2 separate regions of the Capra hircus genome follow, and region 1 is linked to region 2. The links are chromatin contacts, called in public Hi-C maps. All regions are on one chromosome and are shown on one strand. The core of a region is the stretch at or near the end of the contact, and the rest is flanking DNA. Distances in the headings are between cores, read along the strand shown.

Region 1 (6,766 bases), core at 3,098-5,597, 59 kb after region 2:
AACGTTTCCATTAACTGAGCCACCAAGTTCGCAGTGACACAAGTCCACACAGTGACAATAATGCTTTGACATTTCTCAAGGGCCCGCTCCACGTGGGACCCTTGTCTACACTTCGACACGTGGTCACTCACGTACCTCCTCAAGCATCCTGCCAGGCAGGTGCAACTGTTACCTTGGATGGGGAGACTGAGGCAGAGCCCCAGCAACTCGGGTCACGGGGCTGAACAGGAACACAGGCAGCCCCGCTCCAGGGTCTGCACCCGGGAGTGGCCACGTGGTCTAGGGAACCTTCCACGTCTGGCCCCGGAGCTCAGTTCAGGGAACGGACTTTCGTGCGGGGCTGTTCCCTGAGGCCATCGTCCATCCTAGACATCACCCTGCTCCCCCGGCCCTCCCTGGGTCAGGTCCGCCCCCCTGAACTCAGTTTTGAAAACTTGCTTGGAACGCCTTAGAAATTCATCAATTAAGTAATCAGGCGCTCTCTCTCTCTCAACAATTAAGCAATCAGGCACTCGAGCGCGCTCTCACACACACACACACAACACACACACACACTTAACTGATGAGGTGCCTGCCCTTTCATTTCTTGTAAAGCTGATTTTTTCTGTCCCACTAGAAGACCATCAACGCATCCTTTCACAGTACAGCATTCACTCTCCTCCTCCTGTCCAGATCCAGAAGCAAAGCTAAGACCCACTCTGCTCATTTACAGAAAAGACAGTAGAGGGCTCAGCAAGCAGCTACAGCGAGGGCCACGTGACCGAGGCGACCCCCGCGGCCACGCCCTCCCAGGCTTCTGCCGCAGCAGTGCATGGCGAGCTAAGCTAGCAAAGGCTGCCCTTACGTGCCCATCTTTCACTCCTGAGAGCTGGTGAAGGAGGCTACAGTCACCTTTTCCTGGATTTCCTTTAAAGGACTCTTCTCTCCTGCAGGTAGAAGAGGCCCAGGCAGGGGCTGTTTTCCGGGAGAGCATTAAATCTGTCCTGCACTCCACCCTGAAACGCAGCACTGGCCACAGGGTCCAGCCTCAGGCAGGGCACCAACATCAACACCGAGGAACGCCCGCCACAGCACCTCTCTCTGATTTCACGGAGACCCGGAGCCTGCCAGGACGGGCTGCCAACAGTCAGGGCACATGAAGTGACCTGGCCAAATTAAATGCTCTAATAGCCTGGTTAAGGCAGTGTCAACTGAAAAAAATGCACAACGTGAGGGTTGTGAGCTAAGGTTTATTTGGGGCAAAATGAGGACTATAGCCCGGGAGACAGCATTTCAGACAGCCCTGAAAGATTGCTCCAAAGAGGCCGGGGGAAGGTCAGTATGTATGTGATTTTGGTGAAAGAGGAGTACGTGCAATCAAGCACATAGTTGTGGCAGAAGATCTCTGCTAGTCACGAAAAACTGACATCACCATGAAAGATTCTAGTGCTTTTCTAGATATGAGAAGATGCAAGACTTTACTCATAAAATTGTCTCTGGAAACATCTACCTGAAGACCTGTTCTTCCAGTTGTTCCCAGTGCACAGAGGGCCTGGTTTCTGATCTCCATTCTCAGCTCCCTTCAGGGGATGCTGAAGGTTAGCAGCTCATAATCGAATCCCCATAGAGGCAGATGGCAAGTAGGTGGCAGCAGCAGTCTGTCACCTGAAGGCCACAGAGGAGTAATAATCGCTATTATAAACCAGTTAACACTGTCTGAGCACTCACTGTGTGCTGTTACAGGCCTTAAATAGAATTTCTCACTTCATCCTCAACGCAGCCCTTCGAGACAAATACCAGCATTCCCGATTTACAGGTGAGGAAACAGACTCAGAGAGTCACAGTAAACGCCTCGGGTCACACAGCAGATGGGGTTAGGGGGGTGAAGGGTGAATCCAAATTCCAGCCTGCCTATCTCAAACAGCCTGAGCTCTGCATCAGTTCTCAGCACGTCCGTCCTGGCAAGGGCCCAGCGCCACCTCCCTTTGCTAAAGATAAGCAACAACCACAGCCAATAGCAACCACTCACTGCCAGAGTGCTTGGTAGCTGCGGAGGACTAGAGAGCCAGGATTTAACCTGCTCAGGAGTGAGGTATCAGCCATCACGCCCATTTCCTAGATGAGCACACTGAAGCTCAGGGAGATATCAGGACCCACCCAGGACTGGGAGCTGCAGTGGTCTTACTCCCAGTTCAGTGTTCTTTACTACACTAGGCTGGTGGGAATCAGCTTATTCCCCATTCATTCATTCAAGCATCATTTAGGGAGTCCCTATTATTTGTGAGGCACTTTTCCAGTGAAGAATTTCTTCCTAAAGGTTGGAATTATTGCCCTCGCATAACATAACTCACCCTTCCCTGATCTTTCTTCAGAGGAGCCAACCCATTCTCATTCCCAGTCCCCAAGCTGGAATGCGGCTGATCCCACCACCTTATCTAGAAGCAGGTAGATGATTTATGCCATCCAGTCAGTACACTGCATTCCGTGTCACCACGGTGATTGGTTCAAGGACAGACGTGATCAAGTCGACCAATGAAATGCAGTCTCAGAAGACTGCCCTGAGCTCTCTTTCACTGCTAGCCTCTGGCACTGCCTACCACAGTCAAGCTGCCAGGTCATCATGCTCCCAAGGGGAGCCTGAAAGCTAAACTAACTCCAAAGCAGCAGAGCTTAGAGAGGGCCCAAGAAGACACCGGGCCCTCATTAATCCCCTCAATTAATGTTTACAAGAGCATCGTATTATTAAGAGCCTCTTTCGGGAATTCCCTGGTGGCCCAGTGGTTGAGACTTTACCTTCCAATGCAAGGGTACGGGTTCAATCCCTGATCAGGGAACTAAGATCCCACACACTTCTTGGCCAAGAAACCAAAACATAAAACAGAACAATATCATAACAAATTCAACAAAAACAAATTTAAAAAAAAAGAGAGAGCCTCTTTTTTCTTTCAGCAAAAATTGTTATTTTTAATCAGTCGAATAGGGTGAACAAGAGTAATTGTCACCTTTTTTGTTAAGCAGTAGGAAAAAAGATACTTTGTAAACTCTTTCACCTAGAAAGAATTAAAGTATTCAAATATGCTGAGATACTAGCTATGTATATGGGAGAAGGCGATGGCACCCCACTCCAGTACTCTTGCCTGGAAAATCCCATGGGCAGAGGAGCCTGGTAAGGCTGCAGTCCATGGGGTTGCGAAGACACGACTAAGCGACTTCACTTTCACTTTTCACTTTCATGCATTGGAGAAGACAATGGCAACCCACTCCAGTGTTCTTGCCTGGAGAATCCCAGGGACGGGCGAGCCTGGTGGGCTGCCGTCTATGGGGTCGCACAGAGTCGGACACGACTGAAGCGACTTAGCAGCAGCAGCAGCTATGTATATATATATATATAGAGAGAGAGAGAGACATATACCATAAATGTGTACATATTAAATAATGCATAGCATAGGATAAATGCATATAATAAAATACCTAACGTTAAAACTATCCTGAATGTGATTTATTCCTTGTTTGACATTTCAAAATGCATTTCTGAGCTTTGTGGCTCCTTTTGGTGGACATTAGGGCCATTATTTATCATTGCATTGTGATTAAGTATGTTCGGGTTCACAAAACTTGTAGAGAACACAGTGACGGACATTCAGGTTTACTAGTCAGTGACGAGGACACAGTGACTGCCCTTAAGTTCTAACATGAGATTATAGGATGGAGCAGATGAAAGCAGCTCGGCTTCTCTTGGTCTGGAACTTGAGAATACATACGTCTATAAGAGCCTCATTTTACCTATGCAAGAAAACTGATGCCCGGAGAGGTGAAGTCATTTGCTCAAAGTCACAGAGCAGGTATAACAGCAGGGCTGGAAGTTAAATAGAAGCCCACGTGACTTCAAAATCCATGTTCCTGACCATTCTGCCAGAGGTTCCTGTAAATTCTGCAGTAGGAGAAAGGGGACATGATAGCCAAGCTCTCTGCAGAGTCTGCTGTGAGGGCCGCTTGGGGAGTGGGTGGGTACTGGAAAGCTAAAGGTTGTCCACGTGGATGGGACACAGTGGGAGTTGACAGACAAGGAAGTCATATAAAGAACAAACAGCCATCTGTGGCCTCTGACGTCCGTCTCCCACCGACTGAGGCAAGGCTGGGGTCCAGCGAAGGACAGACGGCAAGAGCCCCCACCCAGCGCTGCACTGCTGGCCAGCGGTGACTAGCACCTCGCCCCACACCCTGAGAGCAGACACACAGTGGCCACTTGTGTTTCCCGCCCAGGCACCTCTCTGGGAACAATCCTCCGCCTTGTGCAGCACGGCCGGCCCCAAGGAGGCGGGAACCACCCTTCAGCAGAAGCCCCGCCCAAGCCAAGGGGCCCAGCCAGGGGCTGAGGGCTTCCTGAAAGTCACCCACACAGCCAGCTGGGGACGGCCCGGGCCCTCCCTGCCCTCCTGGCTGCAGGCTGACCGCTGCGTCCCGCCCTCCCCCTCCTCCGGGAAAGGACTGCTATCGGAGCACAGGGACCAGAAAGAACATCAGTCGCCCCTCCCAAACCCCAGCGCCCAGTCCCCAGTCCGCAGCTGGGGAAGCTGAGTCTGTGAAGGCTATGCAGGGCGCAGAGTGCAGGCTGCGGCGACTGCGCTATCTGCAGAAGCAAACCGTGAATGAGCGCACACGCGCTGAAGGGCCTGACTGGCGGGGGGTGGGGGCGCCTGTTCCCTGGGCGCAGCTCACTTCAGGCCTGGGAGCCCCTGGAGCTGCCTGGAAATGAATCCTAAAGCGGGGCAGCAGGGGGACTGGCCTGCATCCGGTTCCGCCTGAGGACCCACAGCACCAGTCGCTTTTGGGAACTGCCCCTCTTTCACTCTTCGTGCAAGAGATTCATGAGGGGCTGAGCCCACACGGTCCTGGCACAGAGCCCAGCCCAGCCACTCAGTCACACCCAGTGGCAGGCCAACAGGGTTGTACCCAAATGGTCTTTTGTGCGTGTGTTTTTAAATTTTTTGCTCAACTTATCACCAAATACATCTTTTTTTCTTTCTCTTGGGTTGGTAGACTGTAAGACGGGAAGGCTAAAGGGTCTGGCAGCCCATCTTGCCACCCCTTTGGACAGCCTACCTGAGGATGAGGCCAAGGCCAGGAAGGCCACGATGGAGGGGGACCTCCGCTGAGGGGCTGTGGGGCACCTGGGGCCACCGATCCTGACGCAGGCCCTGCCCTTAGGCTCCCTTTTGGATGACTGTCTTTTGCCACCAAAAAGGAAATGAGCCCCTAAATCTGGGGTTGTTCTAGCAGACAGTAGACACCTATGAAAATACTTCACCATGCAACACGTGTGTAATGAGAACTACCTTCACTCCCAACGGCACCATGATCTACAAGGTGACCTTTACTGAGGCTTCTCAGAGGACCTGATGGATAAAATGGGATCAGCAACCCAGATGGGAAATGCAGTTACTAACAGGCTCCAGGCAAACAGATTCTTCTGCCACAAGACTCTTCCTCCCCAAAAGCAGAGAAAGTCACATTACACTTTTAAATTAACAAAGAAGGAAAAATGACAACCTCCAATGCTGGTAAGCAAACAAATGGTAAAATAGGTAAATTCATTACTGATGAGAATACAGACAGATTCAATCTCATAAAGACCAAAATTGGCAACAGATTTCCAGAGCCTAGAAAATACCTTTTAAGCCTATTAGCACTCACTCCTGAGAATGTAAGGCCAGGAAATAATTCCAAAAAAGACAAGAGAAAACGTGTACTAGGATCAAATTCACATTAGCCCAGAATAATGGCAAACAAAGTGGTTCAGTTCAGTCGCTCAGTCGTGTCCGACTCTTTGCAACCCCATGAATCGCAGCACGCCAGGCCTCCCTGTCCATCACCAACTCCCGGAGTTCACTCAGATTCACGTCCATCGAGTTCGTGATGCCATCAGCCATCTCATCCTCGGTCGTCCCCTTCTCCTCTTGCCCCCAATCCCTCCCAGCATCAGAGTCTTTTCCAATGAGTCAACTCTTTGCATGAGGTGGCCAAAGTACTGGAGTTTCAGCTTCAGCATCATTCCTTCCAAAGAAATCCCAGGGCTGATCTCCTTCAGAATGGACTGGTTGGATCTCCTTGCAGTCCAAGGGACTCTCAAAAGTCTTCTCCAACACCACAGTTCAAAGGCATCAATTCTTTGGCGCTCAGCCTTCTTCACAGTCCAACTCTCACATCCATACATGACCACAGGAAAAACCATAGCCTTGACTAGATGGACCTTTGTTGGCAAAGTAATGTCTCTGCTTTTCAATCTGCTATCTAGGTTGGTCATAACTTTTCTTCCAAGCAGTAAGCATCTTTTAATTTCATGGCTGCAGTCACCATCTGCAGTGATTTTGGAGCCCCCCAAGATAAAGTCTGACACTGCTTCCACTGTTTGCCCGTCTGTTTCCCATGAAGTGATGGGACCAGATGCCATGATCTTCGTTTTCTGAATGTTGAGCTTTAAGCCAACTTTTTCGCTCTCCTCTTTCACTTTCATCAAGAGCATTTTAGCTCCTCTTCACTTTCTGCCATAAGGGTGGTGTCATCTGCATATCTGAGGTGATTGATATTTCTCCCGGCAATCTTGATTCCAGCTTGTGCTTCTTCCAGTCCAGTGTTTCGCATGATGTACTCTGCGTATAAGTTAAATAAGCAGGGTGACAGTATACAGCCTTGATGTACTCCTTTTCCTATTTGGAACCAGTCTGTTGTTCCATGTCCAGTTCTAACTGTTGCTTCCTGACCTGCATACAGATTTCTCAAGAGTCAG
Region 2 (6,824 bases), core at 276-2,775:
AGCCGGGCTGGCGGTTTGAGTCGCAGCTCCCAGCCCAGGGTTGCGCCGTGTGGCTGCAACGGCTCGTGTGGTCTCTTATTCCTGCAGCGGGACCCAGCTTATTTGGGTTCCGCAGTCTGCGTGGATGGAGAGCTGATGCTCAGAGCACAGAGGGAGAAAGGAGCTCTGAGGGCCCAGGGAGCTTAGAAAAAGCCTACCGACCCCAGGCCTGACCGCTCCCCAACTGTGAGGCCCAGCAGGGACAGCAGAGCCCTGGCACCCCACGTCCCCCCGCCCCACCGGCCCTGCCACCCAGGGCCGCCCTGCAGACACCCCTGGGCAGGCCTCCTGGCTCCTTACCACTTAGAGGGCGAGAGCAGTGTGGGAGGGTCGGACTTGGCGATCTTGAGTAGCACCCGCATGGGGTTGAGCTCGTGGTGTGGGGGCTCGATCTGGGCCATTTCAATCAGCGTGATGCCCAGCGACCAGATGTCGGCCTTGTAGTCGTATGGGGTGTCCTTCATGGTCTCACACATCACCACCTCGGGGGCCATCCTGAACCGACCAGGGGACAACAGAGCGCTAAGACCCTGGCCTCCGCAGGCGCCTCCTGGAGGGTCAGGGTCAAGGCCCGGCGCGAGCACTCCCAGGTCCTGATGTGCGCTCCTTCCCACCCACTATCTTCCTGGGGCGGTTTCCTCACAAAAGGACGCCTTCCAAGCAGCTTCACAGCCCAGTCCTGCTGCAGCTCCGACTCCTACCAGAAGAGGGCAGCAGCAATCCAGAACACAGGGTCCTGGGGAAGGGGCGGGTGGGGGCAGGGAGGAGGGGCCCGGGGAGATCCGGGGGCGGGCGGGTTGGGGAGGAGAAAATTATCAGCAGAGAGAGGGGCGGGAGAGAAAAGGAGAGGAGGAGTAAAGGGGGAGAGAGAGAGAGGGTGAGTAATAAGCAGGCAAAAAAGGAACCCAACTCCACGATGGGAAGGAAGTAAAGCAGAAAGTAGTTAGGTGTGAAACTGAGAGGCTTTTTCTTTTTGGAAAAGAAGGGAGCAAAATGGACTGGAACAGTCTAGGGAGATTTCATGTAAGCATAGCAACCGAACTCATACTGTTCATCTTCCTGGCCCCAGCTCTAGCTCTGGGTCTGCCTGTTAACCCTACACTTGCTGAATTCATCAAGAACCATTCTCCAGGGAACGTCAGTCCTTATTAGTGGAACACTTTCTATATGCACCATCCCATTTAATCCTCCCAATACCACATCATATAGGCACTATTACACCCCTGATTTCACAGATGACTAAACCGAGGCACAAAAAGCTGGGTAATATGGCCAAGGTCTCGGCGCGCGCAGGCTCAGACCTAGCAGGCTGACTCAGGAGCCCCTGCCTGTCTTCTCCCTTCCAGCCAAGCCAGGGGTCACCAAGGGGACATGGAGGTGTGACGTTCAGTCCACCATCCCATTTCCAGAGGCTACACGACTCACCAGTAAGGCGTTCCTATGAAGGAATCTCGCTTCTGCAAAGTTTTCAGATTCTTGGCAGACACGCCGAAGTCAGCTGCAAGGCAAGAATCTCAGATAGAGGACTGGATGGACATTCCTCCACCCACGGCCCTGGGGTGTGGACACAGAGATTCACGTTCCAAATCAACTAACAGATGCCATTTTCTGTCTAGCGAATTAGTGATCATTAAAAAATAATAACACCCACTGCTGTAAGAGGTATGCACCTTCCTACCTGCTAATAAGAATATAAATTGAAGAGGCTTTTAGGAAAGCAGTTTGGCAATAAATAGCAAGAAATTCTAAAATACCCATACTGGGGACATCCCTAGTGGTCCTGTGGTTAAGACTTTGAGCTCCCAGAGCAAGGCGCGTGGGTTTGATCCCTGGTTGGAGAATTAAGATCCCACATGCTGCACGGTGCAGACTGAAAAAATAAATAAATAAAATAAGACACCCATACTCTTCTGGTGCAGTAATCCAAATCTAGGAGTCCACCTTAATGAAACAATCTTCTTTCTCTTTTTTGGCAGCACCTTGCAGCTTGGGGGATCTTAGTTCCCCAACCAGGCCCTCAGCAATGAAACCACAGAGTCCTAACCATTGCACCACCAGGGAATTCCCTGAAATAATCTTAAATATAAAAACATTATGGGTAATGATTGTTCACCAAAATGTCATTATAATATACACAACTTAAAAACAAGCATCATTGCTTAGCTTTCATGGAGCGATTTTTTAAATTCTTATGTGCAGTATAGAATACATTCTGTCTTTTCTAAAAAGGATTTAAGATTATGTATCATATATACAAACACACACACAGAGAAAAATGAACTAGGATGTGAAGAGCTGAAACGTTGGAAGAGACCCTGATGCTGGGAAAGACTGAAGGCAGGAGGAGAAGGGGACGACAGAGGATGAGGTGGTTGGATGGCATCACCGACTCGATGGACATGAGTTTGAGCCAGCTCCAGGAGATGGTGAAGGACAGGGGAGCCTGGCGTCCTGCCGTCCATGGGGTTGCAGAGAGTCGGACACGACTGAGCGACTGAACAACAATGAGAAAGAAGCGTGTTAGTCGCTCAGTCGTGTCTGACTCGCCGCGACCCCATGGACTGTATTTCCACCAGGCTCCTCTGTCCATGGAATTCTCCAGGCAAGAATACTGGAGCGGGTAGCATTCCCTTCTCCAGGCAATTTTCCCAACCCACGGATTAAACCCAGGTCTCCTGCACTGCAAGCAGATTCTTCAGCATCTGAGCCACCAGGAAAACCAAGAAAGAAGGTGAAGACTAAATAACTGAACAGATTACGTGTGATACACACACATATGGTGGAATATTTTATAGTCAGTAACGTTTTAAAATATTTTATTCAATATTTCAATACTGAATTATACATAATATTCAACTTTAATATACATTTAATAATGATAATAGATGAGGGAGGCTAAGAGGCACAAACTTCCAGTTATAAAATGAATGACTCATAGGAATGAAATGTACAGTGTAGGGAATATAGTCAGTCACAATGTAATATCTTTGTGTGGCAAGAGATGGTCTTATAGCAGTGATCATCTTATAATGTGTAGAGAAATCAACTTACTACGTTTTACACCAGGAATCAATATAGTGTTGTCAGCAAACAAACAAACTCACAGAAAAAGAGATCGGATCTATGGGGGGCGGGGGTTGGGGGAAGGAGAATTAGCTGAAATTAGTCAAAAGGCACAAACTTGCAGTTATAAGACAAACAAGTACTAGGAATGTACTTGAATATGTTTTAATATGATTAAGCACAGTAAATATATGTATAAATAAATATAACATTACTATACTTTATATATGAGAGTTGTTAAGAGAGTAAATCCTAAGAGTTCTCATCACAAGGAAAAAATTTTTTTCTTTTATTTTGTAACCACACAAATGGCTATTCGCTAACTTTATCGTGATAATCATTTCATGGTGTATGTAAGTCCAATCGTTATAATGTAACCTTAAACTGACATAGTGCTGAATGTCAGTTATATCTGAATAAAAATGTAGGGAAAATAAAATTTTAAAGCACCATGTGTGCTAAGTCGCTTCAGTAGTGTCCAACTCTGTGTGACTCTGTGGACTATAACCCGCCAGGCTCCTCTGTCCATGGGGTTCTCCAGGCAAGAACACTGGAGTGGGTTGCCATGCCCTCCTCCAGGGGATCTTCCCCACCCAGGGATCGGACCCACACTTCTTCTGTCTCCCGCATCGGCAGGCAGGCTCTTTACCACCAGTGCCACCCGGGAAGTCTAAAACAACAAATATTGAAATATTCAACGTTTAATAGAATAGGAAACTATTTTATTGGTGTATTTATATAGGCTCAACAGGAAAGGGAGAGGATGCTTATCTGAATATACTGCATGGTTGGAATTATGCCCTACCTCCCCGCAAAAGAGCAGAGCTGCAGCCTGAATTACTGGAGGAGATGTACTAGCTTGCTTAAACGGTTGTCCATGGACAGAGAGACAAGGTTTCTCCCACTTTTCTGAAGTTTGCCATGACGAAAGCATTTGACTTTCAGGACTAACAAAATAAATTAATACAATTTCTCTTTACACACATCCATCACCACCACCCATTGCTAAGGGGAGAGGCCAGCACCACAAAGAGGAGCTTTCTCCAGTGCTCCAGCCTTCTGGTGCCAAGTTCCACCTCGATTAAAAGCTGAACTCGGGAGGAAGCAAGACACTGGGAGACCACTGGAGTGGCAACAGCCAGCTGCTCTGAGAGCCACCACCTGGGTCTGGAGGCCACACTCGGCCGTTTCACTCAGACTCACAATTTCAAACCAGGAGCGGGCACGGCGTGGAGCGACAGGCCTGAACCTGAGAGCCCGGGGCTCCAGTTTCGCCCCTTCTGTGTCGCTGGGTTCTTTCACCTGTTCATTTAAGTTCCATCTGGAACCACCCGCGAGCTGGAGCAGAGAATACAGCGGGGAGAAAGCAAACCAAGTCCGTGCCCTCTGGCAACTCGAACTTCAGTGGTGGAGGCAGCCAGCCATCCCATGAACACCAGCTGTGTCTGTTCACAATCGTGTGACGTGATGGGGAGACGGGGGTGCGGGGCTCGAGAGACAAGGAAGGTGGGGCCTGGGAGAAGTCCAGCTAAGGAAGAAGCCAGAAAACTATTTGGTCTGGCCATCTTACACGCAGTGCTGCCATGAGACGCTACGTCTTACTGTTGATGTGTGCGCTCTGGTATACAGACGTCACTGTTGTCACAGCGCTACAGTGAAACACACAAATAAAAACTCAAATTCATAAAAATTTTTTTTCATTTCCAGGCAATTCATTCATTCAACAAATACCAACTGAACATCTATTATGTGCCAGGCACTGTTCTAGGCACAGAGAGGAAACAAATCCTTCACCCTCACTGGCCTGTTTTTCTAGTGGTGGAAACAGGCCGTCCACACCAGGGGACTCCTGGCAATGAGAAGGGCCATGCAGGGATAAGGCAGAGACAGGGCTGGTGCGTGCGCGGCTAGTTTAGACAGGAGGTCAAGGGCTAGGGGACCATATTTCCAGGCAGAGGAAACAAGCTGGCTGGAGGGCCCAGGAGGGGCAGAGCAGCCAGGTGGTCTTAGGAAGGGGTGGTCTTAGATAAGGGGAGAGACAGGCAGGGGCCGGGACAGTTACCAAGCCTCTGAGCCTCCGTGTCCCCCCCACCAGTGACACAGGGTGAGACTGTAGCCCTCACTTTGCAGGGCTGCCTTGAGGATGAAACGGCTCACCTACGGCACTCAGCTCCAAGCCCAGCTCGTGGTAAGTGCTCCATCATGATAGTGAGTATTCCATGGGGTACTTGAGCCGTACTCCCGAGAGTCTGAGGCGGGGATGAGGCCGAGGCTATACTGAGACCTCCTCCTGGGAATGGTCAGGACTGCTGGCCTCTGAGCCTTAGTCAGTGCTAACTGGACAAGAGCTACTCGGTCAGCTGAGGGAAGTGCTCACGGGACAGGCTGGCTACTGGGGCTGGAGAGCTGCTGCTTTTCAGGGTGGGAGCAGCAGCAGCTACAGGGTGAGATGCAAAACCCAGGAAACCCAGGTGAGAGGCCAGCTCTGCCCTGTTGGCCTGGACACGTCACCACCCCTCTGGACTCAGGGGTGAGGACAGGCACCCAACGTGGGCCTGGCTCCGCATATAAACACCAACAACGGCTGACATGCCATCCCAGGACACCTTTGGGGAAGAGGGACTGCCTCTCAGACCCAGGGTGAGGCTTCCAGGAGGGACACTGGAGCTGGCCACTCCCATATCTCAGCACCCACTGGTCCCTTCCAAAGAAGGGGGTGGAAAAGCAGAAACCACTGACTTTCAAAATGACACACAGTTGGTCCCCAGGGTCCTCCCTAAAACAAGCGCCTGCCAGCTTCTTGGGTGGTTGCTACTTCCCCTTCTGGGGCCCAGCCGGGGCGGGGGCGGCCCCTCCCTGAAGCCCAGGAACCTCGGGCTATCCCTGGGCCAAGGCAGGGGTAGGGGTGGCCCCATCTGTTTGCTCCCTGAATGGAATTTATAAGCCATGTCGCCTGACAGGTAGACAGCTGCCCTCGAACAGTTCAAAGGGGATTTTCACCAGGCAGTCTCTGTGGTTGAAAACATTCCTCTCTCCCCTTCTCCTATCTTAAAACCAGAATCAGAGACAAAGCAGCAGGCACGTGGGGACTCTATAAACTATCACTTCCATAAGGAAAGAGGCCATTTCTGCTTTGTCCACAGCTGTACCTGATGCCACATCGGCCACGCGAAACACTCAACAGGGCTATCAAATGAACAACAAGGTAAATGAAGAAACAGAAAAAAAAAAGACCAAACTGGGTCTTAAGACATATGTTTTCGGGCCTTCCCCACCAGTCCAGGGGTGAAGACTCCATGCTCCCTGCATGCTGCAGCCAAAAACAAACAACGGAAAAAGAAACACGTCTGACAACAACTCTACTTCTGGAAATAAACTCCCAAACCAGACTTCAAATACACATGGAAGCTTCTAAAGCATTAGTCAAAAGAGTGAGAGACTGGAAATGACCCGAGCTGCTGCTGAAGCCTGACTGGCGGATAGTTCAGGAAATTGAGGCTCTCAGACCACGGGCGGAGGAGCCTGGTGGGCTGCAGTCCATGGGGTCACACAGAGTCGGACACGACTGAGCGACTTCACTTTCACTTTTCACTTTCATGCATTGAAGAAGGAAATGGCAACCCACTCCAGTGTTCTTGCCTGGAGAGTCCCAGGGATGGGGGAGCCTGGTGGGCTGCCGTCTATGGGGCTGCACAGAGTCGGACACGACTGAAGTGACTTAG

The links. A called contact is a pair of places that touch in the nucleus more often than the background predicts.
Region 1: a contact with region 2 is called in a Hi-C map of blood, with 2.2 times the contacts expected there. The contact joins two enhancer-like sites. A contact is called at or near these places in 2 of 5 Hi-C or Micro-C datasets (both in blood).

Annotation. Positions count from the first base shown.
Region 1 is chr20:4,007,569-4,014,334 of ARS1.2, forward strand. All of the region lies in intron 1 of STK10 (serine/threonine-protein kinase 10), which reads right to left. Among named protein-coding and RNA genes, the nearest start is that of STK10, 21 kb to the right of the region's middle. Within about 2 kb of position 4,348, at least 2 of the 5 cell types and tissues checked have an H3K27ac peak or open chromatin away from gene starts, as enhancers often do.
Region 2 is chr20:3,951,291-3,958,114 of ARS1.2, forward strand. It overlaps STK10 (serine/threonine-protein kinase 10), which reads right to left. Exons shown (of 19, transcript XM_018065487.1): 5 at 1,465-1,537; 6 at 340-534. Among named protein-coding and RNA genes, the nearest start is that of STK10, 77 kb to the right of the region's middle. Within about 2 kb of position 1,526, at least 4 of the 5 cell types and tissues checked have an H3K27ac peak or open chromatin away from gene starts, as enhancers often do.